5 separate regions of the Zea mays genome follow, and all the other regions are linked to region 1. A link is a contact called in public Hi-C data. All regions are on one chromosome and are shown on one strand. Each heading gives the region's core, a stretch centred on a gene start, on an enhancer-like site or on the middle of the called end of the contact. The rest is flanking DNA. Distances are from core to core; before and after follow the strand shown.

What was found. A called contact is a pair of places that touch in the nucleus more often than the background predicts.
Region 2: a contact with region 1 is called in a Hi-C map of ear, with 2.5 times the contacts expected there. The contact joins the promoter of LOC100278684 here to the promoter of LOC100281352 in region 1. A contact is called at or near these places in 2 of 25 Hi-C or Micro-C datasets (ear and tassel).
Region 3: a Hi-C map of leaf shows a contact between it and region 1, with 2.2 times the contacts expected there. The contact joins the promoter of LOC100501272 here to the promoter of LOC100281352 in region 1. A contact is called at or near these places in 2 of 25 Hi-C or Micro-C datasets (bundle sheath and leaf).
Region 4: a Hi-C map of ear shows a contact between it and region 1, with 6 times the contacts expected there. The contact joins the promoter of LOC542640 here to the promoter of LOC100281352 in region 1. A contact is called at or near these places in 1 of 25 Hi-C or Micro-C datasets (ear) and 1 of 3 datasets of contacts at active chromatin or transcription factors (leaf).
Region 5: a Hi-C map of tassel shows a contact between it and region 1, with 1.8 times the contacts expected there. The contact joins the promoter of LOC103647857 here to the promoter of LOC100281352 in region 1. A contact is called at or near these places in 2 of 25 Hi-C or Micro-C datasets (leaf and tassel).

What each region holds. Positions count from the first base shown.
Region 1 is chr2:218,574,395-218,580,696 of Zm-B73-REFERENCE-NAM-5.0, forward strand. LOC100281352 (delta(14)-sterol reductase) reads left to right here and starts at 2,653. Exons shown (of 13, transcript NM_001154270.2): 1 at 2,653-3,063; 2 at 3,173-3,290; 3 at 3,380-3,450; 4 at 3,688-3,744; 5 at 4,262-4,353; 6 at 4,553-4,600; 7 at 5,063-5,183; 8 at 5,262-5,308; 9 at 5,444-5,525; 10 at 5,755-5,831; 11 at 5,945-6,064. The coding sequence starts at 3,013.
Region 2 is chr2:219,037,774-219,044,075 of Zm-B73-REFERENCE-NAM-5.0, forward strand. LOC100278684 reads right to left here and starts at 2,288. Exons shown (of 2, transcript NM_001291592.1): 1 at 1,809-2,288. The coding sequence starts at 2,059.
Region 3 is chr2:218,994,733-219,001,034 of Zm-B73-REFERENCE-NAM-5.0, forward strand. It overlaps LOC100501272 (Phospho-2-dehydro-3-deoxyheptonate aldolase 2 chloroplastic), which reads right to left and starts at 2,338. Exons shown (of 5, transcript NM_001346733.1): 1 at 1,716-2,338; 2 at 1,347-1,624; 3 at 133-409; 4 at 1-30. The coding sequence starts at 2,249.
Region 4 is chr2:218,920,266-218,926,567 of Zm-B73-REFERENCE-NAM-5.0, forward strand. LOC542640 (ribosomal protein s6 RPS6-2) reads left to right here and starts at 3,509. Exons shown (of 6, transcript NM_001112164.2): 1 at 3,509-3,606; 2 at 3,693-3,757; 3 at 4,859-4,916; 4 at 5,007-5,115; 5 at 5,202-5,474; 6 at 5,706-6,140. The coding sequence starts at 3,601. The coding sequence ends at 5,950. It overlaps LOC103647865 (a long non-coding RNA gene), which reads right to left and starts at 3,337. Exons shown (of 2, transcript XR_563110.3): 1 at 2,603-3,337; 2 at 1,683-2,134.
Region 5 is chr2:218,299,429-218,305,730 of Zm-B73-REFERENCE-NAM-5.0, forward strand. It overlaps LOC103647857 (F-box only protein 13), which reads left to right and starts at 3,454. Exons shown (of 1, transcript XM_008672360.4): 1 at 3,454-5,735. The coding sequence starts at 4,360. The coding sequence ends at 5,577.

The DNA of each region.
Region 1 (6,302 bases), core at 1,403-3,902:
GAATCCGCAGATGTATATACCGCTGAGTTTATTTGGCCAACAAAGGCCAAATCTTCAGCATGTCTTCCTTATAGCCAGTTCAAAAGAATCGGCAAGAAGAGATTAAATTTACCTTTAATGTTGCCAAATGCGATAAGATATTTGATGAGCTACTTAAAAATGAAAACATTAAATTAACTCATAATATCCCTCCTATAGATGAATTAAAGAGACGTGCTTCTTGTAAGTGGCATAATTCTTTTTCTCATGCCACCAATGACTGTAATGTTTTTCGTCGAAAGGTACAATCGGCCATAAATGAGGGCCGGTTGGCTTTTCAGGAAATGCAAGTGGACACACAACCATTTCCCGTTAATACAATAGATATCGCATGCAAAAAGGTCTTAGTTCGGCCCGAAATGGCCGATAAAAGCAAAAGCAAAGACATCATCATTGACGATCCTCGCACGTCAAATACATCGCAAAAGGAGATTGCTCGAAAGGCTCCGGATGATAAGGCTAAAAAGTCAGGAGGCACCGGGGGGCAAGCACAATTAATGAGCCAAGCACGACAGCCTGGCTTGAGCATCACGGACGGGCTGGCACATACGTGCGGACGGTCCGGTGCTCAGACAGACGGTCCGGCTAACTCTGCCGGACAGTCCGCCTATGGCCAAAGACGTCAGCCTCCACACAAAACTTTAAAAGGGAAGGAGACGCAAGGGCAGAACATATATGGTCGGCTGATCAAAGCCGACCCTACTTTTGATCAGTTGCTCTCCAAGGATACTAGCAAGAAGACCGTTCTACGTGATCGGTCAACGAAGAAACCCCGGTCACTTGCTAAGACGAAACGGGTAAACAAAACGGCCCGAAAGGCGACACAACAAGCATCGCCTATTCATCCTATGAGACCAGGGTACTTTCCACCCGTTTACTCATCATCGTTATATTATCCTGTTCAAACATGGAATGGTATAATGATGAATTCGTGGTACATGTATAGTCCCTTTGTCTATCCAGACTGGGGGCACCTCCATTCTATTCCTTTTGATCCATTGACCAAATGGTCATGGCCGAGAAAGATACAATCTGAAACGACCTTTATACATTGGTGTTTTATTAAATGATCTCCATATCGAAAAGCCGGTGACTTACATCAGGTTTAGTTCATATGCTTTTGGTTCGTCAACCTTCACCAAAAGGCAGGGGGGCATATGTTGGAGACCAAAAGTGTCTCGCGGACGGTCCGGCCCTGAGGCCGGACGGTCCGCGGTCCGGACAGTCCGCGGTGGTAGCGCGGACGGTCCGCGCGTGCGCAGAGTCAGTTAGGGTTCCTAGTTTCTCGCGGGATTTGTTACCTAAAACCTCGGGATTAACTCGGAAATCAGTTTGAAGCGAATCCAGACCTCCCATTTATATAGATGAAGGGCTACGACCGATTGAACCCCCAACAATCGAACAAATCAAGTCCATTTCTCGTTTTTACCTTACGCATTAGGAATAGTTCTAGTCTAGTTCTAGGTTAGCTTCTCAATCCTCAAATCCTCCGCTTCTCTTCGACTCTACGTCGATTAGAAGAGTTTAGGTCGGCCTGCCGAGCCTAGACAACTCCTAGGATCTCTCCTCCCCGACGGGGTCCCTCCCGGGAGCGAGATCCAGGCGCCGCCGACGACCTTTCGCCGTCCCCTGCGCACGCGCGGACCGTCCGACCGCTAGGCAGTGAACGTCAGCCTCTGTTTCAGGTCACAGACCGTCCGGTCCCTGGTCGCGGACCGTCCGCGTCTGTGCAGAGAACACCGCCGCCGGTTCTTGTTGAGTGTTTGGTGCTCGAAAAAGGTGTCAACACTGACCAACGTCGATAATAACAGCATTGACAATTTGTGTAGTGTCAGGCCGTCACTGTAGAACTGTTTCAAAACAGCACGCAGCACTGTACCCCTATGTTTTGCTGCCGGCCTGCCGCCAAGCTCAGGTTGCGGCTGCGGGAAAGGTGAAAAAAGAGGACGACTAGGAGAAATTGAGCCGATGTATATCCGCATGGTTTTTCCGCATGAGAAAGCATAGAGAGACCATCTAAGGAATCGTTGGGAGTTAATTTTTCTAATTTTCTCTAAATATGCTTTGAGATTAGGGGTATTGGAAGCTGTAAGAGACGAGTCCCACAACTGTTAGCAATTTTTGAACGAAACTCACTGAAATTCAGAGTTTTTTCGTTTTCGAACTCCCACGAAAATTTGTTTTCGCTGTAAATTTCGAAAAATTCGGTTCACCGTTCAAAAAGTTCTAAAAATCATAAAAATAAAAAACCGAGTTTTTTCAACCGGATATCGTTGCTTTTTGTCTGAAACAACGAAATTACCGAAGTTGCAACAAAATTCGTCGAGAAAACATCGAATTTCGTTTTAAATTTAAAATTCTATATTGAGCGGATTTATGCGAATTTTGCTTCGAATTTATATGGTTGGTGTATTTGGTTCAATGTACATGGTGGAATGTGAGAGAACAGCTATAATATTTGGATGAGAGTTACATAGGGATGAGATAGATATCGGAGTAGTTTTTTTTAACGGTGTGATCTAAAAAATGGAGGTGACACGTTGAGTCAAACCAATTACCAAATACGGAGTACATCCTAACCTACTGCCAATCCCATGGTCCCACTCCCAGGCACAACAGCCACCCGCGACCCCAAGTCCCGATCGGCCGCCGATCCCGATCCCGATCCCGACCCCACCTCCCTGGCTCCACAGCACCCCTGCTCCACACACACGGCCGCCAGCAAGCCGCCGGCCCTAGGCCCTACCGTCGCAGCGTCGCCTGCTTGACTATCTGCCTCCAGCCCTCCAGCAAGACTTCAGTCGCCTGCCCCAGCCTGGCTGCCGCCGCCCTCCAGCAAGGCAGCAAACGCCGGCCTCCGGCCGCCCGTCCCTAGGCCAGAGGCCACCCCTAGGCCGCTAGGCTTCCACCGCCGACGCCCACAGAAACCGTAGGCGCCACCAGGCCACCACGAGATCCCTGCCGTGACGGAGAATGGAGGCCGCCGCGGCCGTCCTCCCCACGCTGGTGCCCTCCGGGAGCGCGGTGGTGTCTCGTCGCTCATCGCTCGCGACCGTTGTTCCTCTGGTCTGCTGCGGGTTGCTGCACATGGATCGCTCACTGTGTACTTGTGTGCTCGCTCTTTGCTGCGCAGGTGGTGGTGCTCCTCGCCTACCTCGGGTATCTCGCCGCCGCTGGAGCCATCCTCCCAGGGAAGCTCGTCGACGGAGCCCTACTCCCGGACTCCTCTCGCCTCCACTATCGCTGCAACGGTACCTCCTCCTGCCGCTGTTCCCTGAATCCTCTGGGCAGCCGGCTGAGTTGTTCGATCGCCTTCCCTTGATTCTCGTGTGGCTTGCAGGTTTGCTCTCGCTCCTGCTGCTGCTGGGACTCTCGGCGTTCGGTGTCTACATGGGGTGGATGTCTCCCACGGTGAGCTCTTGCGGTCTTGCCTCTCTGTGTCCAGTCCTCGTGCCTTGCGCACTGGGTGTGTTCTTCTGCTCAACTGCTGTACTAATTGTACTCCAGTTCAACAAGGACCGAGCCACAATCCTTTTCAGATGGGCGAGCGTAGTGAAATTTTTATTGTGATTTATTGTCAATGTGAATTGACATAGGTGTGCCAAGTTGATCAACAACATATTGTTTGTCATTTGTCAATGCTTGCAGGTTGTAGCTGACATGGGACTCGAACTTCTGTCAGTGACCTTTATTTTTAGTGTCATTGTAAGTGCTACCTTGGACCTTACTGGATCACCTGCACTTGATTATGAATATTCTAACTACTTGATATACATTTGGCGTGCCACCGTGCTATTGTGGAAAATGAAAGGACCCCCCTGCATGTGTCTGACTGATAAACCTGATCTTAACTCCACGCCAATGAGTCCTTTAATGTCTGTTCAGGAGTGTTACATCCTAAAGTACTTCTAAATTTTCTCAATTTTATCTCAGTCACGAGTGTGCCTCATGCATACAAACTGTTGGCTGTCAATACATTTTGTTACAACAAACAGTTTCCTCAAATTAATTGTCCATCCTTAGCTTGGACAGAAATTCACAAGAAAATGACAAACCTGAACGTAATGTTTCCACTAGTTTGGTCTTGATCAAAATTGCATGCAACTGTCTGCTCAGCATCGTTCATATTTTCATCATGCAGTATTCAGTTACATTTTACCACAAACTATACTATATTGAAAGCTATTTGATTGGCTGTTCATGCATCACTCTTTGATTTCAGGTTTCTTTTGCACTCTACATTGCCGGCATCAAGTCCGGCCACAAAAGTTCTTCTTTGAGACCACATGTTAGTGGGAGCTTCATGCAAGATTGGTACTTCTAGAAAACTCTATATTGTGTTTGTATATAAAACTATGACTCGCTTATTTTTGACACATAAGTTTTCTTGTCTACAAATTCTTGTTATTATTGAAAGATCAAGCAAACAGAATATTTCACTGGCCGTGTATTTTATTGCAATTCTCTTTTAGTTAACAACGACACTTTTTGTGCTGATGACTTTGTTTAATAGGTGGTTTGGAGTGCAACTTAATCCTCATTTTATGGAAGTTGACCTCAAGTATGTTAGCAATTTCTTTCCTGTGTTTTTGCCTAGCATATGGGATCGAAATTTTGAAATAGGACAGGGTTACCAGTTACCACGACAGAATTGTTAACGGTTGATTGGTGTAAGACCATAATTCAATCAGTGTTCTTAAGGCGGTAAGGCAAGCATGTAAACATGATCACAACGCCTAGGCGGGCAAGGCGCCTAGAATTATCCGAGCGCCTGGTTGCCTAGGCGACGCCTTAAAACATTGAATTCAATTATGATCTGTTTGACCTTTGGCAAATCCATAGTCCATAATGCAGTTAACCCATACCTGATACTTTGCTCATAATAATTTGTACATGTAGTATATGGTGATTGGATAATACCTAGCTTACTTAAGTGGAATGGTTTCATATTGTTTATTCCCCACGCCACAAATAACCTGATATCAATAAAATGTTAGTGACAGCTATGTTTCAATCATCGCAGATTCTTCTTTGTGAGGGCAGGAATGATGGCATGGTTATTTATTAACCTCTCTTTGTTTGCAAAGAGCTACTTTGCTGGTTCAGCCAATCTTTCGGTCATTCTCTACCAATTTTTTTGTGCGGTATTGGACATGACCATCTTCTTAACTGATCATCTTTCAGCCCATTAGTTGTTAAATTAATTATACTTTTCCATGCAGTGGTATATCATTGATTACTTCGTCCATGAAGAATTCATGACCTCAACGTAAGTATATCACATGCTCTCATTGGCAAATAACTTACTATCCCTGAACAAAATATGTTGAGATATTCTGTGGGATGATTAAAGATGATGAACATACTATTCTCCTGAACAAAATATCGTTGAGACCTCTTCCAGGTGGGACATTATTGCTGAAAGACTGGGTTTCATGCTGGTGTTTGGTGATCTAGTTTTCATCCCTTTCACCTTCACTATTCAGGTATCCTACATTCCTGCAAATGTTGACCCATGGTGCTAGCTATTGAATACCTTATTTTTGAGAAAAAACATAGAATACCTTATTACCTTAGGCACACTATCCTACCCTAACATTGATTTGATTTTGGCGTTTCCTAATTGTCAGATTTGTGGCTCAGATCACTGCTTCTCTTACATTAAAACAGTAGGCTGAGAATTAAGCTAATCAACAAGTATGATTTGTTTGTCAGGGGTGGTGGCTTTTGAAGAACAAAGTAGAGCTGTCCCTTTTGTCTGGTCTAGCTAACTTATGCATCTTTCTTATTGGGTACTCTTGGTTTTTCTCCAGAATATCAAAGCTATAGCAATTTGATATATACCTGTTTCTTGCATTGTAACTTTGTTGTCTACATGCTATACCATGTGGCATGTGGTACTCAGCTACCTAGTGTTCCGAGGAGCTAACAAGCAAAAACATGTGTTCAAGAAGGACCCCAAAGCTCCTATATGGGGAAAACCTCCCAAAGTTGTCGGGGGAAAGCTACTAGCATCTGGTTACTGGTAAGGACAATTTATGCCAATGACCCTCTGTTAATCACATTATTATCATTGTAGCTTGTATGATGCTTCCTATTGACCCTGCCAACATTGATGAACGGTAGCCTGTTCAGAGTATAAAAGAACTTAGAGCCATACAATAATGTTTTTTTAGATGATGGTGACATGAAAATGTAGAACCAAATGCTGGTCCACAATCCACAGAATAATTAAGGGATTTTTCTGTAGTTAAAAAAATAGT
Region 2 (6,302 bases), core at 1,038-3,537, 460 kb after region 1:
GGATGATTACAGTTACACCTTATGCTAAAACCTCTTATGCTTGAGGACTGAGCCGTAGCCCAGTTGGTTCGTTCACCAGGTGTGCGAGCGATCGGGCGTGGGTTCAATCCCAAGGATCGATACCCCGTGCCTCACTTTAGATCTTGTTCGGTTATTCCAGTTACATGTGTATTGGAATAGATTGGGATGGATTTTGACTTGTAATGGATTTAAACCAACTCAATACCACCCAATCCACATGGATTAATGGTGAAACGAACAAGCCCTTTTAGGGTACCACACACGCGTGCGCGTTCCATGGTACCACGTGTTTCTCACACACTAGAGGTCTAGACCTCTAAATCCCTCTTTAATGTATGTATTAGACACACGTGTGTGTGCGTGTGTTGTGTAGTGGTGTGAGTTTGTGGCGTCGTTGTACCCTATAAAAAACTATTATGCTTGGAGTCCTATTCTCAATCAGTCAGCAGCACCAAAGTAACAGTCATCTTTCATTTCTAAAGTCTAAACTCGAGTGTGAGCTGCGGGGTGTCTTGTAATAAGTGCAGACTGATGCCTCTTCTATGAAGAGGTCTGAAGCCAGAATTTTTTTCCCATTACCTAAAAAAAGCATTCATTGCAAACTTTTTTTAGTAAAATTAAAACATAAGATAGTTAGGTCGCCTCTAGACAAATCATCTAGCTTTTTCCCGGTCAAAAGAAGTGACCTGTTCTGCCTTTATATATGTAATAGCGACACTCTGGTAACCAACCAGTAGAAACGTATACATCCAAAGACACAAAAATAGACCCCGAAGGCGATATTTCAGCTGCTCATAGCCCCAACTACAAACCTAATCCACCGCTCAAAACACCAACAGCTAACTGTTATCAGGTCATGCAAATAATCAACGACTAAAGCTTACATCCACATAATTTTGACTCCTAAAAGTTTCCTAGACTGGTAGACAACCCTAAACCAACCTCCAGGTGCTGTAGCATATGCCGCTGAACCTATGCGATCGATAGCAGCATTAAAAGCAGGCGGCCACCGGCCAGCGACCCTATTATTCTGCAACTAAATAGTTATAGGCCAGCACGTCCCTATCGCAAATGGCACTGCTGCTGGGAGACAATTCTTTTTTTTTCTAAATAGCATTCAAGCGATTTGCTTTGTTTCCGTGATCATATTGTATCTTCAGGGCCCATCAATTGTTATGATTGTAGATGAAGAATTAATGCGATGATATTCAGGACCATACAGCGATCGACATGCATTCGATTCGATCTGCTGTGTCGAATCCACAGGAACAAGAACAGGAACAAATCTAAGTACCTCACCGATCTACTAGAACAACATGCATCTCTTATCAGGAAAAAAAAACAGAATATGAAGAAACATGCCTAGCTATTGTATGGCAAGCGTGCATTAGAACTCTCTTCCGGACAAATAAAAAAACCACGAGTTTTGTCAAAGAAGCTGAATCGTGGAAAGGGAAAGTGGCTTGAAGTTTCACCGTCAGGTGCTTTTAATGAGCACGAACTCGCATCTAAATTCTGGAATGAAAGATGCAACGTGTGGTTTTGTACCTCGACTCGGTTCCAAATAAAGCAAGATCTTAACACGGAGTGCCCCAAAAAAGAGAACGACCAAAATCTTACTACTTTTGATTTTGAGAAGGACCAAAAGAGCGAGCAATCTTGTCCCAGCAGTCTTTTGGCACTGCCCGAGCCTCCTAAGAACATAGATTCCACAGACGTACAGAGCGTGGGGAAAGATCACAGAACAGGGGGAGGGAGGGAGGGAGGGAAAGGCTGCGGAGTCTTACTTCCAGACGTCGTGCTCCCGGTCGGCAGCCGCGGCGGCGGCCGTGCGGCGGGAGGCGGGCATGGGGGTTAGCCACTGGGAGTAGTCGCGGTCGAAGAACTCCCAGTCCGGGAGCAGGACGCCGGCGATGGCGAGGATGCCGAAGCCGTACGTGACCGCCGCCTTGCGCAGCGACGCCGTGGCCAGCCCCGTGAGCGCCACGGCCGCCGCCAGCGCCACGAGGCTACGCCGTAGCATCTCGTCCCTCCCCATGCCGCCCGCAGCTCCCGGACCCTCGGCCGCCAGCCGATCCCCCAACCCACTCGCTCCTCCTCCTTCCCCTGGCGACACGAAACGAGAAGCGCGTGCGCCCTGCGCTGCTGCTACCGCTGCCGCTGCCGCTGCCGCCGCCTGCCTCGGTTTCCTTCCCGTCCCGTCCCCCTGGCGGCCTGGCCTGGCCCCGGTTTGGCTGGCTAGGCTCGCTTCGCTTGCTGCCGTGGCGGGATGGTCTCTCTGCGACTGCGCGTAGGCTTCTGGCGCCGCGACATGGACTGGACTCGGTCTATTTTTATGGCGTGGGCGGAGGTGGGGTTTGGGCGTTTAGCAGGCAGGCAGGCAGGCATGTGGGGCCAGCCAGTGGATCAGCAGGGCGCTGTCAGGAGTTATCAGGCAGCTTAGCCGAGAAAAACCAAACGCACTCCACACGTAACACGTTCAGCCGGGCCGGGCGGAAAATGCAGCTTCAAAAGCACGGGGCATCGCGTATTCAACTTTGAAGATTTTGCTGGAAATCCTCGCTTTCACGATGGACCAATTATATGCCTTGTCTTCGTAGAATGCAAGCAGTCTCTTGTCTGTACTTGCCATTTCACGTTTTAGACAAACCTGAGTCCGAGATTTTAGACCTTCAGAGTTACAAATAACGCATGAAATGTGATTTGAGAAATAGCTTGGCTGGTTGGGTTGATTATAGCAGAACGGACATGTACTCGGCTTCGCTAGTTTCTCGCGTTTTTTTTTTTTTGCTATTTTTTTATTCTAGATTAAGGGCTTCTTTAGAACGCAATAATTTCATAGGAATGGTATAAAAATTTCACAAAATTTAGTTCAAAAACACATAAAAAAGCACATGATTCAGGATTTTCATCCTTTGATCCAAAGAGGCATAATAGGGTTATTCTTTCAATGATGAACAATGTGGGCTCCTTTGGAACACAGAAAATTCACAGGAATAGTATACAAAATTCACAGGAATTAGTTTAAAATAATCCTTTGATCCAAAGAAGGACTACGTTTTTCGACACAGTAAGACTAATGGCCAGAGTAAGCTCATATTTCAGAGCCTTGTCATTCACTTGTGGCCTTGTGTGGGGTTTGAATCTAACAACTACGAAAATAGTTTAGAATTACTAAAAAAACAAATTTTTGAGTGACGACATGTGCCCTCGCTTTACTCTGCCTCTCTCGCAGGAGTCGCTATTGATTCGGCGGCCCAGAAAACATATCTCATCGGCAGATTGATTACCCAATGAACGTACTATCATTCTCTGTGGTTTGCACGCTAACATTTGCTTTTGCGCGCGGGTAGAAAGAAACGTGACTTTTTCACGTGCCTGCGTAACCACGTCAGCAGAGTTAGTAGGACTGTGGCGCAGGTAGTTAATCCGCGGGCGATTCTATTAGGTATTCTGGTTGAGCTAACTGTGTGTCGACGGTGGGCCCCGTCGGAGAAGCTAAAAAAATTTGACCATCTCTCTCCATCCTTTCTCATTTTCTGTCTCCCTCTCCCTCCATACGTTTTCTCATTTATATCGTGTCATCGTGTGGTGCCGTGCCTGCTGCGTCGCATCTTCCTTGCATAGCGAGGCGAAAGCCTGCAGGTGGTTGGAGTCGGCTAGTAGCCTAGTATAGTACCCAAGTTGATCCCGCCATCGGAGACGCGACAGCCGGTCATGCGACGGGACAAAAAAAAAATGCTGTGTACCACTACCACCACAACGCAAGGTTCTCTTCTCCTCTAGGTCCCAGGCAGTCAGTGATCACGAGGAACACGCTTCCTTCCGAGACGAGATGGGTCCAGTGGAGCGGCGCTTCCCCGCCGTTGCCTAATCGCCCACTCCAAAAGCCACCAGCGGCCAGCGCGCGACGGCGCTACGGCACCCGGCGGCACGGCAGCCTGCCTACCACCGCGTCCAATGGCAGTTAACAGGCCACGGCCCCCAACACGCTGCCATAGTGGCATGGCAGGCCGCCGTGCCCAAAGCCCCAAACAGCTGGCTTTTCCAATATGTTTATGATAGTTAGGCCGTTCTCTCTAAATTTTTTCCCTATATCACTTTTTTACATCACATCATTAACATTTTACCCTCTATTTTTTCATCTCATGTAGCGGTTTCCCCTAAATAATCCCCTTATACCCCACTATAACTATAAAATATCATTTTCTATACCTACTTTTTATCTACTATCAATTTTTCTTCTACTATTAATTAAAGACGGGGCCACATATACAGTGCAAGGGGGGACTCGGACGCGCGCTGCAGCTGAGGGGAGAGAGAAGAGTACCGCAGGGTAGAGAGCGCCGTAGGGGACCGCGCTGCGGGCTGCCGTGTGCGCCTGTAGCCACCATGCAAGCGGAGGGGGTGGGCGCGCGGCAGCCGCTGCGGGCAATCTTAAGGCTGGTTTGTAAGAAGGGATTTGAAGGAGATTCAGAAGGAAATCTATTGTTATTTTCCCATCCTTTTCAATTTCGATGTCACCAAACCACCTCTTAATGTTATTTCCACTGTTCTATGCTGAAACCACTCCTTATCAGTGTGTCATAAATAATTTCTTTTTGTCAATGTGTTATAATGTCAGCCAAATAAATCACCGGGACGCCAAGTATAAAGCTCTTATTGGTAGGGCTCTTTTAACAGCTTCTCTAATACTCCCTCCGTTTCTTTTTATTTGTCGCTGGATAGTGCAATTTTACACTATCCAGCGACAAATAAAAAGAAACGGAGGGAGTATATCCTTAAAAATATCTAACAAACGAGAGCTCCTCTCAGAGCTTCTATAAAAAACATTGGAAGGAGTTGTCTCTAGAAACCGGGAGAAGTCGATACTCGAGAGCTCAAAAAAGAGGCTCCACCTATCTTCTATCCTCTCCTCTTGTGAAAAAAATAGTAGACGTTGTGTTTCCAATCAAATGTAGTGCTCTTTCAGAGACTTTTCCTAAAAATAATAAAAATAACAAGGGAGTTATTTCCTAAAAGAGCCAAAATGCTGAAGCTGTTGATACAAAAGCTCTACCAAATGGGCCTATTAAATTGGCTTGTAGCCAAACAAATCTGATGCCGAAGAGACAAGACAAGAAAGGAGAATTTAGCACATATACGAACAACATATATAGAAAACCATATACAGTGTATATATAATGACGGGTCTATATATTAATTAGTTATGAGAACGCTACCACAAAAGGTAGAACATTGATAAAACAAAAATCTATGTGACATAAAACATTTCGCAGACTGTTTGCACAGCACCCTCCAACACCTGTCACCAGACTAGATAACGATCCAATTTCATCAGATCTGGCTCCTTATCTGATGGTGTGTTTGGTTAAGTAGTGGGAAAAAATGAAGCGGATCTATCCTAGTTTTTTCGATGTTTGGTTTCAACAAAAAAAACGGAGCGGCTCCTATAGTCTTCGTATAAAAATTTATCATAAATAGTTTGAGTGCTCCCGCTCCACCAAAATGGTCGGATACGAACGTTCTCTCGGACGCGAGCGCTCCTCTTCCTTTTCTCCTCTTTGCACTCATATGTCTCTCCAATCAAACAAAAAACATAATAGCTCCACTCTATTCTACTCTTCAATAAAAAAAATTATGGCTTCGTTATACTTGGCAAACGGAGAATAGAACGGCTCCATTCTAAAAATCTAGAATAAAATCGCTCCATTCTAATTGACTCTCCAACTAAACACACCATAAATAAGGCATAATGTCAATTTGGTTTGGTTTATTTACAAGCTCAAGCAATCTCATCTAAACTTATTACATTAGGGTTTGTTTATGATAGCTCTAGGTTCACCAAAATCTGATTTAAATTTATTTTTTTAGCCAAACAACTCCAACTCCATCATCTTTGCTCTACCAAATCCATAAATTTGTGTCTATATTCACCACATTTGTGGAGTATGAGATGCTCACCCAATGTAAAGTGTTGTTTGGCTCACATATTTATAACATGAATGAACCGATAGTGTTAAAACATGTTTGTTTAAGTCCAATCGTAATTAGATACTACACTAAAAGTGATATTGTTCTATTCAAACTTGTACCACTGGTAATAGAGTGTGAATCATTACCACTATCATTTACGTTACATTTCATGAATCAAATGGCACCTAAATTTGGTTGATTTGATAAAAATTATCCATTAAAAACATTACGAAGGGTTATGGAGGCTAATAACAAACGTATCCTTGAAAGATTCTACCTTTCTACGTAATAAATCTTTACAGGTA
Region 3 (6,302 bases), core at 1,088-3,587, 420 kb after region 1:
CAACTCACTGGGGTTCATTTTGTCGCTCACCTAAATTCCACAAATTGCATGTAGATTTGACAGTCAGGATCACAGGACAAGTATAGTGCCTAGATTTCACTTAACAAATAGAAAAAAGGATTTAAAGCTGACCTTTATGCCCAGAGGGTTGGCAACACCACGGAGGAATTCAACATGAGCTCCATCGAGTTGTCGAGTGCGCTCACCAACCCACAACATGTGGGCCGAACAATCATAGAAAAGGCCACTGGTGGAATCCTCACGGGTAAGAGCCTGCTCGTAGGGTAAGAGAAGGCACTCGTGCGAGGTCCAGAAGTCAGTAGTCGTCATTATCGGGTGGTCGACTGTAAGCCCCGATGCAGTCATGAACCCAAGAGCATCATCCACCCTATGGGCCAATTCACGGTACCTATATATCATTCCAATGAAAATATCAAACATCAGATTATGATATATATTTAGCCATTTGCAGACACACAATTTTAATTCAACCAAAATTAGATAAATATTTCATGTAATAATGTAGCAATAATATATGATTAGCTAAACTATTCCTGTATCTCTGGTTACAAATTGTTGCTTTACATGTGCCCTTCTGACTGAGACTTGTGAGAACTTTGGTGAGGCAATAATTTTCTAGGAAAAGCCAAATACTAAGTCCACAAAATATCATAAAGTACATCGATTAAACAATATAGACCATATTGCCGTGACTAAACCAAAACCTTAAACCGAAAGAAAGACTGTATGCATTAAATATGATCAATAAAGGAATTACATGGTCAGATTAGCAGTGGCATGTTTTATTGACTGACAATAATACTTTCTCATGGTACCTTGTTTACACACAAAAGAATCAATATATGCAACAAGGATATCCACCCAAAGACAATGATGCCCTGCTAGCAGCTTCTGCGAAAGAAGGGGACATGTAAAGGGAAAGATCCGACATACTCTACTACAACTACTTGTACCCAACTTCATACTACTGACTTATTATGGTCCAAATGAGCCACATGATTTTTACACCATTGACGACTAACAAACGAATAAGAACCACAAAAAATGCTGAGCACTATTGCTCTATTTTAAGAATGGTTCTAGTTGAATCCATATGTTAAACTTTCATCAAAATGTTCAATAACTAAGAATAGTTACTTCCACTTTGAAATTATCACCAAAAGAGGCGGATCTGTGCTATCACTGGCAACATATATTGCATAACTTTTTCTTCATCGTACCATCGTGATAACGAGATATGTTTTTCATTCTGAAATGACAGCGACAACCTTCCACAGCAACATTGCTACTGAAAAATCACAGGAAAGGGGACTGAATTTTCTCACCTATCACCTTGCTCGTTGTGATCCATGAAATCGAGGTTCCACTGAGTGACGCGCTGCATGGCAGCGTACCCTCCGGTGGCGAACGCGCGGAGCAGGTTGAGTGTCGCCACCGACTGTGCGTAGGCGCGGATCATCCTCTGCGGGTCCGGCACGCGGCTCTTCTCGGTGAAGTCGTCGCCGTTGACGTTGTCGCCCCTGTAGCTCGGCAGCTTAACTCCGTCCTTCTCCTCGAACGGCTCAGACCTTGGCTTGGCGAACTGGCCAGCCATCCTCCCCACCTACCGCGCACAGCAAAGTCGGGTCAGATCTAGCGAATCGGCACGCCTAGTGACCGGAAATAGGTGGTGGATTTGATGTGTCGGTGGGTACCTTGACGACCGGCATCTGGCCACCGAACATGAGCACGACGCCCATCTGGAGAAGGACGCGGAAGGTGTCACGGATGTTGTTGGCGTGGAACTCCTTGAAACTCTCGGCGCAGTCGCCACCCTGGAGGACGAAGGCGCGGCCCATGGCGGCCTCGGCCATGCGCTCCTCGAGGCGGCGCGCCTCTCCGGCGAACACCACCGGCGGGAACGTCTCGATGGTCTTCAGCACCGCGTCCAGCTCCTCCGCGTTCGGGTACTCGGGGAGCTGCAACGCCTTCTTCGACCTCCAGCTGTAGACCGCCCACTTCCCGTGCGCTGCCGGCTTCTTCTCCGGCGTGGCCACCGCCGAGGCGGAGGAGTTGGCGCCTGCGGCCGCGGGGACCGCGGGCCCGTTGTTCTTGGACGGGTCGGCGGCGTGGATGGCGGAGATGGTACGCCTCTTCAGCGGGAGGAACACGGCCGCGCGGCGCGGCTGCGATGCCACGCCACCGGACACGGCCGCGGCTGCTGCGGCGGAGTTGGTGGCCAGCGCCATTGCGATTTGCGAGCGAGGGGTGCTAGATGGGTAGGTAGAAAGGTAGCGGTAGATGGGGAGGAGTCGTGCTGTGCAGGGCGTTTCCTCTGAGGAAATGGAGGTGGCGAGCGGGGGGTATTTATTGGCGGGCGGAGGAGGTGGTGGGGTTGGTAGCCGTGAGCGGCGACGGAGGGGTAGTTGCCGCCGGGTGGAGACGAGGCGGTGGAAATGGAACGGAGAGGGGAAGGGTAGTTTGGGGACTACGGCTGCAATTCGAGCGGCCGTGCCTCCGGGGTTATTGTTAGCCTGTTAGGTGGCGAGTCTACGTCAATGACAATGTGGGGCCGTGACGGCAGAGAAAGAGGGTAGGTACGGGATCTGGTAGGCGTGGGCCGTGGGCGTGGATGTTCGGTTGGCTCCAAACCAATCGAGCCGGCCAGCCGATGCGACGAATGGTTGGCGGTTTATGCGCCTTGCATCGCACACGTGCCAAGATATTGGTCATGAGAATATGATATGTGTACAACTTTGGCATCACTTTGAATCGTAAAAGAAATCACAGTCTTCGTTTGTTTGTCGTGGATGATAAACAAATGGGAAACGCTTTCACCTGCTCCCTCGTCTTCTCAGCAGCTGCCCCGGCCCCCACACACATGAAGATGCTGAGATGCATCACTCACGCCGGGTACTCATGTTAGATGTGATTTCCGGCTTATAAACCCGTATTGCACCCTTGCCAGCGGCTCGTGAGATTTTGAAAATCCAGCTACAATTCATGTGCCGTCTGAATCGCCCAAAAGGATTTTAACCAAAAAAAAAGTGGCTGACGCGTAGACCCAGCCACTTTTGTCGGGCTCCACCTGCCACCGAGCTGCGAGAGCGACCAGTGGGAAGAGACGGCAGGTGGTGCGCACGGCACGGGCCCGGGTCGGAGTGTGGGATCCCGGGCCCTGCGCAGTTCTGTGGCTCTCCGTGTGGCTTCTTTTTCCTGTCCGGCCAGCGCCAGCCACATCGCATGCGCACGGTCGCACATCCAACTGGCAGGTGCTTCCTTCCGACTGCACGGAGATTCTCCGCGTGGCACGAGATCATGCATGTCAGTGACGGAGATACTCGGTGGAATTTCCATGCTCGAAAATGCTCTACTAGCGAATGTAAAAAAAATGAAAATCCTTTGCCTCGTCGTATCTTCCTATATATATCTCCAGCACTCCATATATAAGACGCACTACTGACCAGCCGCCAGCGACCAGGTTTAACTAGCTTGCACGGCCAAGCTAAGGGTGTGTTTGTTGAGGAATGGGAGAGAATAGAGTGGCTTCATTCCAATTTTCTGGACGTTTGGTTTCTAACAAAATAAGAGTGGAACTGCTCCTGGATTTTCATATGAAAATTTACTATAAGTAGTTAGAACGCTCCCGCTCCACAAAAACGATCGGATGCGAGCGCTCTTCCGGACATGAGCGCTCTCCCTCCTCTCCTCCCCTCTACACTCATGCGGCTCTCAAACCACACAAAGAATAGAACGGTTCCGCTCTATTATACTCTTAAACCAAACAAAAAATGGAGCGGCTCTGTTCTTCTTGTCAAACGCAGAATAGAATGACTTTATTCTCCAATACTCGAATGGAATCACTCTATTTTATTTGACTCTCCAACCAAACGCACCCTAAGTAAATACATGCAACAACAAAAAAATCCACTACGAGTGACGTCAACTGTCAGGATGGGGATATTGCATGCAATGCATCGCTCGAAACGGGAAGAGATTATAGACCAGCAAATACGCGTACGTTCTGTAAAATTTTTATACAAGTTGACTTCTGTAAAAAAATCTACGGAAACTCGTACGTTCCAACCAAAAAAATCATTGGAATTGGAATTTAAGGCGCCCAAGTTTCTCCACGCAATTTCCCTTCAAATAAAAAAAATTATACGTCAGTCGTCGCCGACATCCCGGTACGGTAACTTGACACCTGGCGGTAATCTGTGGCGGGTTTACGTCGTCGTCACGCTTTTGTGCCTTTGCTACTGCCTATACATGATGTGATGTGCAGATGGAGGACGCTGCCTGGAAAGTCCTATGGTCTTTTTTCATCAAGAGGCCCAGTCTAATAGAAGACCGAGCATGCGCTGAGCCTATCGCTAAATGCACCTAGCTTTCTCTCCACTGCTGTAATTGTTCAAAGACCCATGGAAATATGACCTTTTTTTCTACTCTCTTCGTCTCAAAATATAGTTTCTATAGGTCTTTTTTCCGTTTATATTCATTCGAATTTAAATGATAATAAATATAGACATACATACAAATCACATTCATATATTACTAATAAATGTATGTTTAATCTAAATTAAATTCTATTTTAGGGTGGAGAAAGTATTTCTTATGTTTTTCTTGTAAAATAAATTGATTTCTAAATCAAATTTCTGTATGATTTCCTAAAACTCCTGTAGAGGCATAAAAGGTGTGGCGTTTACTTAAGATTTTTTTTATAGGACCATATAGAGAGAGATAGGCTGGTACAGATATGTACCCTTAGATATTGCTGTTAATTTGAGGATTTTCCCTTTATTAAAAAAATAATAAGACCAGCTGGACTGGGCCACCTCAAGGCCCAAAAGGCCGAGCAGCCCAGCCGGCTGGGGAGGAGTTAGGGCACCTCGGTGCTTCTGCTGGATTACGGGAGATAGAGAGGAGGTAGCTGGCGGCGGTTGTTGAGAGTAGCGGCGGCGTTCTTCGTACGCCGATTTCTGTGGCTCGATCTCCCGCCCTTCTCGCTAATTTGTTTCCCTCCTTCGTTTCTTGGCTCCTTAAAGGATGGGCAGTCAACCTCTGAGGAGCACGCAGCAAAACACCGGTTCCTGGTTCCTCTCTCTAGTTTTCTGTTCCAATCGCACTGATCCATTCGGTCCTGGCGTTCTTGTGTTTGGTTCGCTGGTGGTGATTGAAAGAAGGTGGAGGTGGTGCTGCTAGTGTGCAATGCGTTTCTTCTGTGTTCCAGTGCTCCACTTGTGCGCGTGTGTGGTGTTGTTGAGAGCACCTAGAGGGGGGTGAATAGGTGATCCTATAAAACTTAAAACTTAAGCCACAAAACTAGGTTAAGGTTAGCACAATAATTGCCAAGTGGCTAGAGTAGAGTCTCAACAAAACACAATACCACAAGAGATCAATCACAGAGATGACACAGTGGTTTATCCCGTGGTTCGGCCAAGACCAACACTTGCCTACTCCACGTTGTGGCGTCCCAACGGACGAGGGTTGCAATCAACCCCTCTCAAGCGGTCCAAAGACCAACTTGAATACCACAGTGTTTTGCTTTGCCTTTCAATATCCCGCTTGCGAGGAATCTCCACAACTTGGAGCCTCTCGCCCTTACACTTGAAGATCACAAAGAAGCACAGAGTAAGGGAGGGATGAGCAACACACACAAGACTCAAAATCAGAGCAATGACACGCACACAAGTCACAACAAGAGCTCGCAACACAACCCAATGAGTTCACAACTCAACTAGAGCTCTAGATGCTATCACGAAGAAACAAATGCGTGGAATCGAAGTCTCGGTGCTTAGGATTGCTTTGAGTATATTTGATATTCTCCTCCATGCGCCTAGGGGTCCCTTTTATAGCCCCAAGGCAGCTAGGAGCCATTGAGAGCAATCTGGGAAGGCTGATCTTGCCTTCTGTCGACTGGCGCACCGGACAGTCCGGTGCACACCGGACACTGTCCGGTGCCCGATTTCTTTCCTTCTATGGCGAAGCCGACCGTTGGCAGCCTTGGAGCCGTTGGTGCACCGGACATGTCCGGTGCACACCGGACAGTCCGATGCCCCCTTCTAGCCGTTGGCTCGGCCACGTGTCCCGCGCAGATCACGCGGCCGACCGTTGGCCCGGCCGACAGTTGGCTCACCGGATAGTCCGGTGCACACCAGACAGTCCGGTGAATTATAGCCGTACGTCGCCGGTGAATTCCCGAGAGCGGCCACTTCGCTCGAACCAGCCTGGCGCACCGGACACTGTCCGGTGCACCACCGGACAGTCCGGTGCTCCCAGACTGAGCAGATTCTTGGATGCTT
Region 4 (6,302 bases), core at 2,259-4,758, 350 kb after region 1:
CACCATTAGGACTCACAATAATAGCCACAATTGAATTAATAAGTATTTACGCGATTAGTACGTAATTAAGATATGATTAGTGCGATAGGTTAATGTGTGCTTAATGACGTATTGGTGTATGTTTATGAATGGTGCATGTTTATTTATTGGTGTATGTTTTATTTTTGTATGTGCGCTATGCGACTCTATTAGAAGCGGATTGTGCGGTAGACGATCCGAACTCGTTCGAGGACGATCCGCAGGACCCGCTTGAGCAAGGCAAGTGGATTCTCCCTCTGCATATTCTGTTTGTACCTATTCACTGCATATAATAATGTTTACCTTTTTGATATACTGCATAATTTGCTGGGTTTCACCTAATTAAGGATTTCCTAGATTTACTATCTGTATTCCTTGTTTAACCTGGGAAAATAATTAAGCTGTGCAAGATTCATGCTACCGCTCAACTTAATGATTCTTAATGTCACTCTTTAATTGGTTTTAATGTTCCAAAAATGTTAATTGGCAATTATGACATTAACCCGATGGTTAAGATAATTTTATTATAAATTTAATTGGAACATGGAGTGACCACCCAGGATAACAGTGCAACCACGAGTGCTATCATGGCTCTGGCTTTGGTAATTAGCTCTATATGCTTAGTGCCTAGCAACCTTACATGAAAGATGGGCAAGAGGGGGAGCGGTAGGTGCTGGCAACCCACGTTAACATGGGGTCGTATTCTTGGCTAAGGTACTTCACCCAGGGGGCCACCACCATCGTCTTAGAAACCTTAGCGGGTTGCTTCGTATTAAGGTATTTTGTGAAAACCTCATAATGGATCCCTAGCCATTCACCTCGGCAGTGTCTAAGGGTCCGATCAACCCGGGCTAGATGGGATACATGGCTTGTGGGTAAAGTTGTACCACCTCTGCAGAGTGTAAAACTGATATATCAGCCGTGCTCCCGGTTATGAGCGACCTGGACTCCTCACATGATAATTGAACTTAAAGATGGACATAAATTGAGATCCGATGATCTGCCAGTAATTTGCTTAAGTGGTTTCACTTAAGTGTTTTTGTTATATTCATATTCCTTTGTTTAATTGGGATATTTGGGACTCACTATTATTAGTAAGACAGGTGTTGATAATAAAATGTTGACCAACTAAAATGCTTACTGCTCAGACTTAGCCTCACCTTGTTATACCTGCATTAGTTTTTCCCCCACTTGCTGAGCCCCGACCATAAGTGAGCTCACCCTTGCTTAATTTTGATCAGAGGGTGATGCTGGAGACTTTGATGGAGATTTTATCGACGACGATGAATTCTAAGTCTAACGATGCGCCGGTCATCTTCCTGTGGGAGATTGCCCAGTTGTTTATTTCCGCTTTACTTTGATGTGATACTTGTTAAAGATACAATGTTTCAGATGATGTAATAAAGTATTATACTCTCTTTACGTCTTTATTGCATTGTATTTTGATATATTACACTTGTGACGTCAACATATGTGTGGAAATGGATCCTGGCACACATATGGTATGCGCTCGGTTCTACCCCTGGAACCGGGTGTGACAATATTGTTACATACTCCACCTAGATGAGTCTTCCACTACTTTTGCTTATCGTTGGCCACTCATCGATAAGATATTTTGCATCAGCACCTCCTGCATTCTCAGGTAATGACTGGGTAGCAATCTGTTCTGACAACATAGAAGCTTTTCCTCAAATCAAAAGGATTTTCATGTCTTACTGTAATAAACACGAAAGCTATGAAGAAGGTTACATTATTAATATGCCCAAATGAGATCACCAGTCACCAGACATGGTACTTGGATTTAAAATGCACTTACACTAGTACTTAATAGCTCTGCCCCAGGAAATCCAACTATATGCCAGTCATCCCACTACTTAACACTTGTAAGTCCTATAGTTTTAGTAGAATCCAAGACAGCACCACCTTTCTTTGGATCCAAATTCCCATCGGACTCAATTTTCATAGGTCGATTCATCATTTGTACTGATTTCTTATTTGCAATAAGTTGTCTGCTTTCCTTAGCCTTTTGCGCATTTCAGCTCATATTCTTTTCCCCTCTTTGCTCTATGTGTATCTTTGCTTTAGCTAGCGTGTGGCATCTAGCAGAATGGCACTCCTGAAATTCAACAAAATATATGTAAACAATGACATTTCTATTTGCCCACCAGAATGCTTCTAGGACCTTACGGGAATAGACATACAGGCTGGTTCGTTTCTAAGTTTCTGCATAAGATTAGTACAGACTTACTAAAATGAAGGGAGTGGGCAATGCATTATATAATTACTCAGGTTATTTATATACTATATCAATACCTTCTATTTCCTACAACTGTGCTGCGCATAATATAACCCTTGATGCTAATTTATTTATCAACAGTAGCTACAACCTTTGCGGATGTTAATTATCTCTAAAAGGCGAGTAAAATTCATTATTATATCCAAAAGAATTGTCCACCCCAAAAGTTACGTGTTGCTGCATATTATCCTGGTATCTAGCGACGAATAGCTAAAATCTAGGAAAATGCTCTAACAATGTAGTCACTGTTGTGATGACATGGGTTTTCTGCTAGTCTTTACAACACACCTGTCAAAAGCTTCTTCCAGTCGTCATTCATTCTTCAAAGGAGATGGGTGCAGAAATCACCTGTAAAAAGCTGCTTCCAGTCGCCATTAATTCTTCAAAGGATAGGTGTGTGACTCGGGATGGAGGCAGGGCTGAGGTGCAGGGCCGCGGCGAGCAGCGATGCCACAAGGCGGGGGTGTACTGGGACTCTGGGAGGAGTGGAAGCAGTAGTGAGAGGAGCACGTGATGGCACCGCGGAGGAGGCGTTGCCTCTCTTCGGCAGAGAGGCGCACGACGACGAGATAGATCTAGTCGATGGGCTTCTTCTTCAACATGACCGGCACAAGGCCCTCAACCGCGGACACGGGTACGACAGCCTGTAACAGCATGTGGCGAGGAGCGCAAGGGCGACGCCGCGTGTTCCCTACGGCAATAGAAGGCGGAGCCAACGACGGGCTGACACACGGAGGATGTGGTGGGAGGAGGAAGGGTGGGAGAGAGAGGAGGGGCCGCGGGAGGGTAGCACGAGCGGCTGCGGTGGCCATGGGTAGGGTAGCGGCGGGAGGTGAAGGGGACCATGGAGCGTTGAAGAGATGCGGCGGCGCGTTGGAGGAGAGATGCGGCGGCGGAGTCACGGGTGAGAGAAGAGGCGAGAAGCCGAGAAGCGTTGCGTTACTGGGAGCCGTCCAGACGCCTAACTCGGCGGCTGCCGTTCGATGACAATCCAATGGCGTTTATAGAAAGAAATAGAATAGAAAGAATGGGCCAAGAGTGTACAACTCGCTCGCATTGGTTTCAGTTTTCGGCCTGCCAAATCGCGAGGCAGCGATGAACGGTCAAGGTCGATCCTCGCAACAGTGCCGTGCGGCGCCCGCTCCTCCTACCCTCGCCCGCCCTATATAAGCGCTACTCGTGTTTTCCCTCTTCCCCCTCGTCCAAAACCCTAGCCCTCGCGCCGCCGCCGCCGTGCCCAGCGCTCGAGCTCCTCGCCTGCCGCGAGCTCGCGCCGCAACGCCACCATGAAGGTAAGCTTATCCTCCGCGCTGTAACATCGATAGGTGGTGTTTGTGGGAATCTAGCGTCTGATCTGTGCCCTTTTCGTTGCTTCCAGTTCAACATCGCGAACCCGTCTACCGGGTGCCAGAAGAAGCTGGAAATCGATGACGACCAGAAACTGTGAGTGTTCGACATTCCCTATTTGCTCTGTATTTTTGTCTCTTAGATCCATGTGAGTGGTGTTCTCTCAGATGCTCTTCGTAGCTGTTGTTAAGACGATTGGTTGAGTGCTAATATGCATCGATTTGTTCTTTGTAGTTTTCCAACCTAATCCTCGTTGTCTCCTTAAGCAGCGATATGCTTAGATAATTTAGTTAGGTTGCTTGCTGTTCAGCGCTGGAGCATCTGATAGTTAATGTATTAATATATAGTAGCCTTTTTATCTGGTTATAATGTAATGGTTTGTAAGCAGTACTACCTCCGTTCTTGGATATGTCACCGAGTAGTTCATTTTTGAACTAAAACGTTACAAATAAAAAAGAACGGAAGGGGTAGTACTTTTCTCAGGCATTGAATGTATTCAAATGTGCTATTCTCATTTTGATAGTGTTTGAATGGACCATACTGGTTAATTTTCGTGTCCAATGATCAAAGTAAGGACAGTAACATCTTGATTTGTGGTTGAGGTTGATTAAATCTAGTTAAAATGCGTCCTTTGTTAAATTTTGGAGCAGGCAATAATCCTTTGATCCCTGTTTTAAATTGTGCTACGAATTGAGATTTCATATAGTGGTAGAGAGCAACTGAGGCTAATAGTTTTAATTCTTGAAATTATATTAATTAAATTCAAAATGGTGGCAGATCATTCTGCTATTTTTTGTTTTCAAAGTGCATATTGTTTACTACCTACGTTTTGAATGTCTGGAAAACTGTCTTGTATAAGTTATAATGCATTCCTTCTGTTGTAAAAAAAGATGCAAATCTAGCTTACTACCAAGTTAAACCATTTTGAATTTGGCTCAGTTTATACAAAAAGGATAATTATTTATTATAGCAAATGAATGGTGTTAGATTTGACATGAGATATATTTTTTTAGTATATACCTATTTTGTGATACAAATATTGTTACTCTTTTTTTATAAAGTTCTGCTTTGGAAGTTTGACTAGAGATAGAGCTAGAATTGCATCCTTTTCTTAACAGAGTTATTAAATCAAACATATGCTTTTTTCTTCATGCTCTACTTGCTTTGATTTCTGATAAACCTTTCTATCAACTATAGACGTGCCTTTTATGACCGAAGGATCTCCCAGGAGGTCAGTGGTGATGCTCTGGGTGAGGTAAATTTTCTGCTTTCTTATTTCTTGATCCATGCCCCCTATTGCTGATTTCATACTTAATTATAGGTGTGATGTGTTTCTTTTTTGCAGGAGTTTAAGGGTTATGTCTTCAAGATCATGGGTGGATGTGACAAACAAGGCTTCCCAATGAAGCAAGGAGTTCTGACTTCTGGTCGTGTCCGCCTTCTGCTCCACAGAGGTATATAGACTGTATCTCCATTGTACTCTCAACACCCCCTCTTTTACCTGTGGTTCTTATCTGAACATTTGATATGAATTGTGTAGGCACTCCCTGCTTCCGCGGTTATGGCAGGCGTAATGGTGAGCGCAGGAGGAAGTCTGTCCGTGGTTGTATTGTGAGCCAAGACCTATCTGTTATCAACTTGGTAATTGTTAAGAAGGGTGAGAACGATCTGCCTGGTTTAACTGACACTGAGAAGCCAAGGATGAGGGGTCCCAAAAGGGCCTCCAAGATCAGGAAGCTGTTCAATCTTGCAAAGGATGACGACGTGCGCAAGTACGTGAACACGTACCGCAGGACATTCACTACCAAGAATGGTGAGCTTTCTTGTATCTAACTGCATTGCTGTCGTATTTGTTTTGTTGAGTTCATTGTGCTTCTAGCTGCAGTTCAATATCTCAATGTCTTGAAAGTAGAAATGTCTGGTTATTTACCCATGTACTTAGTACTCTGTGTTTGTTATTTGTTGGATGGGATTGTTGACAATGAACCATAGTGTTCTGAAGTTTTGCAACCACAGCAAGCTAACCTGTTTGCTTCCTTTTCAGGCAAGAAGGTGAGCAAGGCACCTAAGATCCAGCGGCTTGTGACCCCCTTGACCCTCCAGAGGAAGCGTGCTAGAATTGCTGACAAGAAGAAGAGGATCGCTAAGAAGAAGTCTGAGGCTGCTGAGTACCAGAAGCTTCTTGCCCAGAGGCTGAAAGAACAGAGGGACCGCCGCAGTGAGAGCTTGGCCAAGAGGAGGTCTAAGCTTTCTGCCGCCGCCAAGGCTTCTGCTGCCACCTCTGCCTAAGAATGATCAGTGCTTTGAGATGTTTTCAAGGCCTATTTTGTTACAGCTTATAAGTACCTTATGCTGCCCTGGCTGTGTTGCATCAGTCGACCCTCCCTACTTAGACTTATGAGTAATTGTTGCAATTTTGTATGGACATGGTACTGGCTTGTCGGGATTTTTTGAGTACCAGAGGTTTGATATGTTGTTTTATTCTGTGAACGTCAGCTAGCCTTGTTCTTTTGTCTGCAGTCTGCACCATATGTTGAACTGCTGGATTTTTTCTGCTTGGTTCTATGTGGCGTTAACCTTGTATACTGCGTTGCTGCTTCGTGCGTGATAATAGTCTTGACGCTGCACACTGTTTGATTAT
Region 5 (6,302 bases), core at 2,204-4,703, 270 kb before region 1:
CGAAAGTTTGGACAGCGTGGTCGTTAGGGTTATAATTGCGCTCGCTCGGCTGGCCTCAAAAGGCTTAACCGTCCACGTACGTGTGCGCAGCATGAGCATGTCGCCTGCTGCGTCGTCCCGCTGGCTCATGCGCGCAACTGACACGTCCCTGCAGCGGTAACACACCTGCAGCTTCAGCGCTCCGCCCTCTCAAAAGGCGCGTGTTTTTTTGCGCTGTTATTGTTCGTATTAGAGGAGCAGTGCTGAAGCTGCTGTGGTTCCTGAGAGTGTGTTGTGTGATGAGTGAGCCCAGCACGGGGTAATAAAGGACCTCAGCTTGCTTTGGTTTTGGCTTTTGCATCTACACTACACTGCCTAGGAGGGAGAGGAAGAAGAGGCCGGATTCCGTCCTTTGTCTCGCGTGTGACGCCAGCTATACGTCGCGTGCGCCCATCTCGTTTTGGTTGATATCATCCGTTTTGGTTGAATTTTTTATTTTATATGTAGAACTATATTTATTTATTTATTTATTTATTTCTCGATTGGAAAGTCAGAGTTGTGGCCGTTGGGTTTTTTTTTTTAAAAAAAAAGGAGGGGCAGGTGTTTGTTTGGTTTCACCTGTTTTATCTTGGCTCCGAGCTGAATATATATGTGTGTGTTGTGCTTGTGCCTACTCTCTCCAACGTTTGTATAGTGAACGTCGTACGGGCAGCAGCATCTTTCTTGGTTCCCGGCAAGTTTTGGAACGACATCCTGCTGGCGGTTCGCTGTTGCATTTGCATGCACATGACGCCTGCCTGATTATCATTTTGCACTTCGCGCGGGTTTCCAGGCCAAGCTTGTCGTTGGAGAACGGGAGTAATTCTGCCTTGGTGTTACTGTTTTGTTTGTCTTTTGCAACTGGTTTCAGTGTGAAGAAGAAGAAGAAAAAAAAAATTAAAAAAAAAGAATCTTGGAAGTCGTTGGTGTCGAAGAGAAACAAGACAAGACGACTGCTCTGGACTCTGGAGGCCATTTCTGTATAATACACAAATATATACTAAAAGGAAGATGCTTTCAAGTGCTAACAGATTTTATTTATCATCGAAAGGAAGGAAGAAAGAAAGAAAGAAAGATACTCCAGTCCAGTGGATTACAGTGACGAATGGCAGGCACCCTGCAGTGCTGGCTGCAAACAGTAGTTGTTACTGCTGCGCCAGCGGCCTGTGGCAGACTGGCAGTGGAGGTCCGTCCAAGCGTGGCATGATTATGGCGTTGAAAACTTTAGCCAGGGGGCCCAGGGCATCAGAATCTGAGACGTGCCGTCGTCTGCGTGCCCTGCTAGACAGACGCGCGGTGTGCGCTACTGCGCTCCGACTCCGACGCACAGTCAAAGTGGCAGGAGCCCAGGAGAGTGGAGCGATCCACAGTCCACACACGCGCAGGGCGCAGGCGCCGCAGCGGCATGGCATTGCATTGGCAGGGGCAGCGGCGCAGCGCTCTTCGCCTGCCGTCGCCGCCTCTGAATCCGAACCATACGAACGCATCGGATGCTGCGGGTCCACCACTCCACCCCAGCCCCCGCCCGCAAGCCGCAGCCTAATCGGAGTGCCGGTGCGAGGGCAGGCCTGACCTGAGTGAGCTTCACCGGCTCGCGTCGCACTCAGATCATATCCAACCATTCACTCCACATATATTTTACTATGTCGCTCTAAAAGATATTCCTCCTACAGTTAGAACTCCACCAACTATTCACCCTATTCAGCCCCTTATATATACTATAATTCAATTATTTGACATTTTTTCATTGATTTTTTGAAGTTTGAAAAAATCATATACTATATACACTACCATAATACACATTGTTTTCAGGTTACGGTACTTAAAAAGTGTTATTAATATCACGAAGAAATAAAGTGAATAAGTTACGAGGGAGATTAAAACTCGTCCCATATGTGGGGGAAGTTTCTTCTCTCCCACACATATATGGAGTGCAACGGACATAGACGCCGGCTCAAGCTCTCAACTCAAAGTCTCAAATGCGAGCCTTTCAGCGACCAGTCTTAATTTGGGCTCGTTTGATCAAGGACTTGAGGACCCGTGCTTGAATACTATTAAGTATTAAATATATTTTAATGACAAAACTTATTAAGTACTAGATAGCAAGACCAAGCATATTAAATCTAATTACTCTATGATTCATTCATGTGATGTTACACTAAACATTTGCTAACTGTAGATTAATTAGGTACTCATATGTTCGCTAGTAACCACTCCTACTCACTGTTTAGGCGTCGTTTGGTCCCATGGATTCTTAAAATTCAGAGTCTACACAAAATTCAAGACAAGTCTGTTTATCAACCTAAGAACAGATACTGAGATTCTTCTAGTCACAAAATCCAACGCAGAATACACGAATTGTTTGGTTAACAATGAGATTCTATTATCAGATTCTGGAAATGAGCCCTGAACTAAACATGACCTTAGTGTGGTGTTGGTGTGGGATGTGGCTATCAGATATAGTATTCCTACTCGAACTCATGAGTCATTATTTTTTTTAGTTTTTTATATAAAACTCGTAATTTGTTAATCTAAAGATAGTGCCATTAACATAAACTTGGCATATATGTGACTATGTTATATTTCTAATCTTTGTAATGAAGAGTTATATATCAAATTTATCTAATAGGAAAAAAAATATCCCAATCTCCTTGGTTGTGTTTTCGGCCTCCAGGTACTCGTCGGAGCTCCTCCTCCTCCTGTTCGTCCTTGTGGGCTCGTCTCCGTCTGTTGACCCGTATGTCGATCCTCCTTGCCTTGAGGCCAACCTCTTTCTTTTATAGGCCAGCACAGGGGTCGACCGGCAGTGCCTTCTCTAGGAAGGAGCCGTAAGACAAGGGTAAAACTACCGTTTTGCCTCGGGTGAATCCACGCGTACTCGTGGGGTCCGAGACTACCTGGCAGTTGCATATTATCGCGGGGCGATGATGGTTCCAAACACCATCATTCTGAATACATCGACCCCTGACTTCTGTAGTCTGAGGCTCGGTGAAATCCTTTGTGTAGTGCCTTGCGGAAGATATGCGCACTAATGTCCTACGTAGACCTTCCCCAGGACACTACAGAACGGATCGTACCGAGCTCTAGCCTACAGAAGCCGGGGATCAGCATACCGAGAAAGATGGCAGTAAGACGACGATGGCCGCCCCGGCGATAAATAACTAAAATTAAAAAAAAAACAGGAACGGATAGGCCCACCTCGTATTCGGTTGCCGAGGCCCCAGCGCCAAGGGGCCCGCCCATGCATTTGACTTGCGCAAAAGCAAAAGCTCACCCATCCATGTCGAGTCGAGAGTCGAGCTCGAGACCACACCACCGCACATGCAAACTGCCCGGCCCGCCGGCCGGGCCACACGAGGATATACTCCTGTACAGAAAAGAAGAGATTCCCGCTGCCCCTGCGGCCTACTACTGTACTCTACGAGGAGGGGAGGTGCACCATCCAGCAGCGGAGCCTACCTTCGTGAGTTCGTGTGTGCCCTGAGTACTCTTGTCGCCTGCTGCTGCAGAGGGTGATTCCGATTCGGCGTCCTGCTGCCTGTGCAAGTCCACCTCCTCTCCGTTGCGTTTCGAACCGGACCGGGCATCGAAACGGCTGCATCTGGATTGTCATTTCCTTACCACACAGCAGCTGTGGCTCCGCCGGACAGAGACGGGGAACAAACAACCGGCAAGGTGGTGCGTGCCTACCACGCTCGCTCGTGACGCGACGATCCCACGGCCACCACCTCACGCCCAAAGCCGCGGCGGCGCCTTTCTCTTTCTCCCCTCCGATCCGTGCTCCGCATGTCAACGCGACGCGAACAAAAAGGACTCCCTCCATCCACCACCGGCACCGCTGCTCTGCCTGCCACACAACGAAGGTTCGTCGCTCCCGCTCGTATAAAGCCAGCGCCCCTCGCAAAGTCGCACCACTAAGACCAACTCCAGCAACACTCCGTATCCCACTCCGCATCCGCATTTTGCACGGTCTGAGGCACTATTGCGCGCTCCAGCAGGCTCCGCATCCCTCTCCGCAAAATGGACGCCGTGTCCCTGCGCTCCCCATTTCCACACTTTCTCTCTCCTCTCCGCAGCTCTCTGCGTGCGCGCGCGCCTGCTGGCGGGCCCCAGGTGTCATAGACTGCATGCGGAGTGGGATGGGGAGTGTTGCTGGAAACGGAGACGGATACGAAGAGGAGAGAGAATGTGTTGGCCGCGCGTTTTAGGGATACGGAGAGGGAGTCTGCTGGAGTTGGTCTAACTACTCTACTCCACATCCATCCACTATTTTGTCCTGCTTGGATTCCCTCCGCTCCGGCCTCCGTCTCTCTGCTGCCTAGCAAGCTCTGCCCGTCGGGCATGGGGCCCACGTTGGACGGAGCTGCTGGCGGAGGCAAGAAGCGCAAGCGCGTCCCGCCGGGCCTCGCCGACCTCCACGACGACATGCTAGAGCGCGTGCTGGCGCGCCTCCCGCCGGCCAGCTACTTGCGCCTCCGGGGCGTCTCCCGCCGGTGGCGCGCCGCGGCGGAGTCCAGCACCTTCCGCGCCGCCTGCGCGCGCGTCACGGCGCGGGACCCATGGTTCCTCATGCTCGACGACCCCGACCACCAGGACGAGCAACGGCCACGCTACACCGCCGCCGCCGTCGTCTTCGACGCCGCCGAGCGCGCCTGGGCGCGGTGGCGCGGCGCGCCGGGGCCCCAGCGGCCGGTGGCCGCCGCGGGAGGGCTCTTGCTGTACCGCGACCCGGGCACGGGTGACCTCACCGTGGTCAACCCGCTCACGGGCGCGGCCCACGCGCTCCCGCCGCCGCCGCCGCCGGCACTGACGCGCGCGCTCCAGGCTATCGCCATGTACGGCGCGCCGTACCGCGTGGTCCTCATCCTGGGCGAGCTCCCGGACCTGTCCACGGTGGCGTACGACTCGTCCACGGACGCGTGGGGCGAGGAGGCGGCGCTGTCCCGGAAGCCGGAGGAGGAGGGCGGCGGCGGCGGCGGCGACGGCACGGTCTACTTCCTGAGCAAGTCCGGCGACGTGGTGGCCACCACCACGCAGCGGAGCGCGGCGCGGCAGTACTCGTCCGCCGTGGCGTGCGGCGCCGGCGCCGACGCCGTGGCGTACTTCCTGAGCCGGTCGGGCACGGTGGTGGCCTGCGACCTGGCGCGCCGCGCGTTCGCGGAGCTGCCCCGGATCCTGCCCGCGCACCACGAGCACTCCGTCGACGTGGCGGCCTGCGGCGGCGCCGCCTACGCCGTGGTGCTCTCGGAGTTCCTCGACGCGGCGAGCCTCCGCGTGTGGGAGTTCGCGCGCGGCGCGTGGCGGCAGGTGGCCGCGATGCCGCCCGCCATGGCGCACGCCTTCCGCGGCGCCAAGGCGGACGTCAACTGCGTCGGCCACGGCGGCCGCGTCATGGTCTGCGTCAGCTCCAGCTCCAGCTCCGCCAGCGGCTGCTTCATGTGCGACGTCAGGACCAACCGGTGGGAGGAGCTCCCGCGGCGCCAAGGCGGGGACGGGGACGGCTCCACGGGATTCGTGGCCGCGCTCTCGTTCGAGCCGAGAATGGAGGCCGCCGTCTGAGTCTCAACTCTTGGGCATTGGCTATTTCTTTCGTGCTTGGCGGCATTCCTGGTTGGTGCCCTTGGAGTAGTAAGCAAAGCGTGTAGTGTGATTCCATGGATTGTTCGCGCGTGATTGAGATCGTTTCGTTTGCCTTCCCCTTCCATCATTCCGATTCAGGCTGCTGTCGTTTCTCGAGCCTCGTGCCGCTGCCCACCGAGCTCTGAATCGGTCAACTGAGAGCGAGAGCTCACTTTTCCTTCCTGAATTAGCAAATGCCAGATGCCCTGATCGTGTGACCACCATCGGCCTAAAATCACCGATAAGGAACAGCAACGGAGCAAGACGAACAGGTGTGCTAGCGCCATAGCTAGACACCGATCGAGGCAGGACGCACCAGGCCTCCATTTGAACGTCTCAGGTCAGGCCATCAGGTACGCAGAGCTTCTTCGAACGTTTGGACACGGGACCCTCCATGAAGAGGTGAGCAGAAGAGCCGACGACGGTCTGGAGGAGCAGAGCACCGAGCAAACCAGCGGCGGCCGGGGTGCCTTTTCCAGTTTTCCTTTTGCGCGCGCAAGTGCGAGGCCACCATGATGCGTGGTGCTCGGCCATGCGACAGCGAAAGCGGCCTTCGCTTTTGCTTTGGAAGGGGTCTGCTGCTCTGCCCTCCCACTGACCTGACGGCCCGGCTCCAGTCTCGCCGAGGGCCACGGCCGGTAAAGTCAGTCACGGGCAGGGCACGA